Regions from separate parts of the Mus musculus genome. Here region 2 is linked to region 1. Evidence: chromatin contacts called from public promoter capture Hi-C data. All regions are on one chromosome and are shown on one strand. The core of a region is the stretch at or near the end of the contact, and the rest is flanking DNA. Distances in the headings are between cores, read along the strand shown. Region 1 overlaps Esyt2 (extended synaptotagmin-like protein 2). Region 2 overlaps Ncapg2 (non-SMC condensin II complex, subunit G2).

What was found. Capture Hi-C pulls out chosen DNA fragments and counts their contacts.
Region 2: a promoter capture Hi-C map of adipose tissue shows a contact between it and region 1. The contact joins two enhancer-like sites. A contact is called at or near these places in 1 of 15 datasets of contacts at CTCF or cohesin (the NIH/3T3 cell line), 2 of 484 Hi-C or Micro-C datasets (nephron progenitors and stem cell-derived motor neurons) and 3 of 9 other capture datasets (adipose tissue, liver and pancreatic islet).

What each region holds. Positions count from the first base shown.
Region 1 is chr12:116,325,018-116,327,550 of GRCm38.p6, reverse strand. The region is part of intron 6 of Esyt2 (extended synaptotagmin-like protein 2); the gene reads right to left. Among named protein-coding and RNA genes, the nearest start is that of Esyt2, 45 kb to the right of the region's middle. Within about 2 kb of position 1,265, at least 65 of the 459 cell types and tissues checked have an H3K27ac peak or open chromatin away from gene starts, as enhancers often do. A contact at or near this core is called in adipose tissue, where this site is marked.
Region 2 is chr12:116,459,253-116,461,785 of GRCm38.p6, reverse strand. Ncapg2 (non-SMC condensin II complex, subunit G2) reads right to left here. Exons shown (of 29, transcript NM_133762.4): 29 at 1-1,222. The coding sequence ends at 1,171. Among named protein-coding and RNA genes, the nearest start is that of Gm25112, 16 kb to the left of the region's middle. Within about 2 kb of position 1,270, at least 29 of the 459 cell types and tissues checked have an H3K27ac peak or open chromatin away from gene starts, as enhancers often do. A contact at or near this core is called in adipose tissue, where this site is marked.

The DNA.
Region 1 (2,533 bases), core at 16-2,515:
TCTTCTTGGAGGGAGAGAAGGAAGCAAAAGCTATGGTCACTCAATCTGTCACACTACACTGCCTTTCCACTGGCTCCAAAAGTCAGTTAGCCATTACAGTGCACTGTCTTCCTCTAGTTGCAAAAAAATTCAAACTCCTGGTTCTAACTGGTTCTGAGAGTCAACTGTACAATAAACATAATTTCTACATTTAAGAAATTCCTCTCCTTCACTGCCTTTACTTAAAATACGTTAAGTTCTGGGATTCTAGCCCAGTAAGGTTCAAATTCTTATTATAACTCTAAAAGGAAGATAGTTCTACTTGACAAAGAAATCCCCTTCACTTGGCTGAAATCCGTCTCCAAAGAAAACCACATGGAGCAAGCCTCAGTTGCTCTGTGGAGGACTTCTGGAAAAGACCTGCTTTTATAACTTGTTCTTTTGGGGTTAACTGAAGACTCTGAAAACACCTTGTGAACAAAAGTTCCTGAAGAGGGGCTGGAGAGATGGCTCACCGGTTAAGAGCATTAACTGCTCTTTCAGAGGTCATGAGTTCAATTCCCAGCAACTACATGGTGGCTCACAACCATCTGTAATGGGGTCTGATGCCCTCTTCTGGTGTGTCTGAAGACAGCTACAGTGTACTTGTCATATATATAAAAAATAAATAAATAAAAATCTTTTAAAAAGAAAAAAAAAGTAAAGGTTTGCTATGTGCTTTTAAGAGCACAGACATTCAATTGTGAGTTACGGTATAGTGTCACTCTCTGTCACAGACAGGAGACTGGGACTTAGAGAAATGGCACAGAAAGACAAGGAGAAACCAGGCAGTGCAAAGCTGTCGCCGAGACCCCACACTGCAGTGCTCCCTGTCTCCAAACCCTACCTCCAATACTCCACTTGGGACTGTTCACTTGGCTTCAAACTTCATCATGTCAAGAATTTTCAAGGGTCACTCCACAAGTATCACATTATCAAAACTAATTAAACAAACTAGAAGGCAGAAAACAAGAAACTGTTTAATACAAGTCTCTGGCACTTGTTTCTGAATCATCTGGGCAGAAAAAACAAAAAACAAAAAAAACCAGTAAAACTAAAAAGCCCTTCTGGTTGTATTTTTCACCAGACTCAGGAAGAATTATTTGGCAGCTAACAGCAATAAGTTCTCATATTTTCCAGCTGAAAGTAACTGAAGAAAATTCCCTTCCCTCTAAAGCATGCTCAGTAGCTTTGTTCACCATATAAGGAAAAGGCTGGCTGAACATTTCAACTTCATCCCTTTCTTCTAGGCATTGCAACAGCAGTTGTGAGCTAATGCTGCAACTTATTTTACAAGTGCCTTCATCTGAGGAAGAACAAAACTATGAAAGAGCACAGTTAAGTCCTGAGGAAGACTTGAGGTCTTGATTTCGTTTTTGTAAGGGATAGGATTTTTATGTTAAGAATATTTCCAAAGACAAATAAAGTTTTTAGCAACTTATTAAAGAACATTTTAAATATGCACTAATGGAGTCAGTTTTTACATAAACTGCTTTCTGGAAAAAAAAAACTGGTAGGAGGAAAAAAAAGATGTATTTTAAATCTTTTATAGATTTATTTCTCAAAATTTTAATAAAGTAAAAGTTAATGTATTCCTTGAAAACATTTGGAAGTGTAATGTACACTATCTACTTGAACACATGAAAGTAGGAAAGAGAAGACGATACTGCTGAAGGCAGCTGTGCAATCTTCTGCACAAAGCACTGCCCACGCTGCACTTGGTCTGGCCTAGGCATACTGTCTTTTTAAAACCAAGTAACAATTTTCAGTGGGTCTTCTGAGCCAAATGACACATTTAAATTACACATGATGTTAGTAGCGCCTCCCCAGGAAACCTGCCAAGTTTCATAAGCAGTATCCCGCCAAAGAAGCAGCTCATCTACACCCCCTGGACTCTGGGAAGAGATGTGCCCTTCACTTTAGTACTTATGGCCTCTGCTGTACAACTTCCAAAACTACAGTGGGTACTTGTCCTGGAAGACAGAATCTTTCCAGAAATAAGTGACACAAAGTGGCTTAAGATAGAATTCTGGAGAAAAGGAAAAAAAGAAAACTGGAGGACACAGTTACTATTTTGCTTCCAAGGGCAGTGAGTCCCTGTGGTTGGAACTTGGGATGCACAGTTAGGCAGTGGAGAAATGTGGCCAGAATGAGAGCGCTTAGGTTTTGAGTGCAGCAGAGAGCTTGTCTACCTAGCATGCACAAAGCCCTGACTTCAAGTCTCAGCATTAAAAAAAAAAAAAAGGAAGAAAAAAGCAGGCACTGAAGGTAGCACTAATCATTGGCTGCAGGACTCAGGAAAGGGTAAGAAATAGCTTTACTTTCCTGTTTTCATTCTAATAATAATGCTTAACAAGCACAAGGCATTTACAACAATAATGAAAAGAAATACAATCTAAAAATATGAATTGACATCATGCTTAGCCAAGTATTAAAAGGTCAATAAAAATTACATTTAAAAGCACAACACGGCTGGTGAGATGGCTCAGTGGGTAAGAGCACCCGACTGCTCTTC
Region 2 (2,533 bases), core at 21-2,520, 130 kb before region 1:
GAGGGGGTAATACAGGCTATAGAATTCTAGCATTGCCCTACAGCCCAGCAGATTCTTCCACCATGGTGCTAGTGCCATGGTTCCTCCTATCATTTTTAAGCATTTTTAACGAAGGACATGAACTCATTATTGCCTATGTATGGCTGCATATTATGTCACTTTTAAACAAGATCCTTTTTCTCTTTTGTATCATTAACCCATCATTTATACAGGACCAGGGCAACCCTTTAACTCTTGAGTTCTTTGCTTACTCTTCAATAGTCAATACAGGAAAAGGCCGATGCCTCTGCCATCGACCTGCAGAGGGAAAACAGAGGCAACTGGGCACGTGTATCCACTGAGCAATACTTCACTGTGGCTTGAGAAACAACAATCATTTCTAGGTGGCAACTCACTCCTGGTCCAGGCCTTCCTCAATTCACTTCCACTTTGGTTGGCTTTTGGGCCTTTGTGTTTTGTTTTTGTTTTTTTCTTAATGCCTGCTCTGTCCCTGACTATGCATAGTACACAGCAACACTCAAACAAGAAATCTTCTCTGAACTGAGAATGCCTTTTGTAGAAGGAGGCTGTTGCCCTTAGAGTAAGGCTAAAATGTAAAAGTCACAGCTCAGATGTAAGAGTTGAGCTGAGCCCAAGTGCAATGGAGTAAGCAAGACACTTCATATCAGTGTATATATTACAACTGTTCAACAGAGGGCAATAAAATATTTTGATGAAGTGATTCTTTTTGTCTTTTGAAGAAAGGTCCTGTGTGGGCTAATGATAGCCCTGCTGAAAGGCCAAAGAGAAATCTGTTCCAGGAGAATTTCACAACAAATAATAAATAATGGGTAAGTCACAGGCCAAGGAACGTAAGAGCTGCCCATGCCACAGTTCCTACAAGCTTTGCCAGCTCTTCTGGAGAGAGTGGTGAGCTGCTTGCCAGTCTTTCTCTCACATGACTTTCATCACTCTCCATCTCTGCAAGCTGGTTAAAGGCACAGGGTACAGTAGAGCACCAGTGTTGTACTGGTCTCCATCTTTGGGCACCGTCAGACCTGGGTGTGGTCCTTAGGACTCCGGGCTTAGTCTGATGAAAAAAAAAAAAGCAATATACAAAAGACACACATTTTCACTTTCATGAGTCTTTTCTCTATTTCTACACACCCAGTGTTTTTGACGGTGGTTTTGTCATGGATTCAGAAATTCTCCCAAAGTTCTCATTGATGACTCATATAGGAATCTGAAAGAAATAGAGAAGACACAGATTCAGTTCCCCTCAAATGCAGAGTTTACACATGGTCTGCAGCAGACACATTTGAAAACAGCCTGTGCCCTACACAGAGCACAAGTTTCACAGCCGTAAAGGTAAACAGGCTCAGCACCCAACGCAGAGCCCATACCCTGAGACCCTGGTGATCACATCCAGGCACAGGCTCAGTAGCACCCACTCACTGGCAGCGTCCAGCCAGAGGGTACTTCTCTTAGTACTGCCCTTTTCTGAACTCTACTCTCACTAGCTCCATAGCACACAGAAGCACAATGTGGCTCGTCCTACCCAGCATTCAGTCCTGACCATTTACTGTATATGAGGAAACAAGAAAAATTAAAGCAATCATCCACCTTCACCACCATACTCAACTACTATGGCCACCGCTTCTCTGCCCCCAGTCAAGGGAGGACTGCCTGAATACCCAGCCCAGTGACAGGAACATTGAGGCAGTCTCTCCCCTGTCTTTCAGGGGTCCACTCCAATTTAAGTAACATGGTTGGACAGCTCCTACATAAATTACTGCAGGGTGCCACTGCAGACTTACACATACCTATTTACAAAGTGCAAGGTTCTGTGACATTCCATTGCTGTATATAATTACAAGGACAAGCCACATGTGGCAAGAACATGTTTTCCCACAGAGGCACATAAAGGAGAGTTTAAACATTTAATTGAATAACACTAGCAAGCAATAATAAGTAATGTAAGTAAGTAAACTCACTCCTATCTGCTACACTTGGGAGAAGCACAAAAACACATTACAAGAACAACTTAAAGAAACTGAGGTCATAAGACTCTTGTCTTGGTTTTCTTGGGAGTTTTCTCACAAGCACTCAGAATCCTCACATGACTCCACTCTTGAACCATGTTCTGACACTTCAGTATGGAGATAATTTTCTAAATACAACACCAAAACTCACAGTTGGATTTTGATAAAACTAAAATTCTCTGTTTTTCCAACATGGACCTAAGGTCAACTAGGGGTAGGGGTTGGGGGACACTAATGTAACAAGAGAATAATAAAGGCATAAACCACCAACTAGGTGAAAATATTTGTAAAACATATAAGGAGGTGGTACTAAAAGTATACAAAGATCCTTTCAAATCAAGTAAAGAAAACAATCGACCTAATTAAAATCTGAGCTGAAGATCCTTTTTTCTCTTCATTTTTAATTTTATGTGTATGGGTGTTTTGGCTGCACGAATTTCTAGCATAACATGCAAGTAGTGCTTGCAGAGCCTCGATGAGGGTTGTAAGATTCCTTGGGACTAGAATTACAG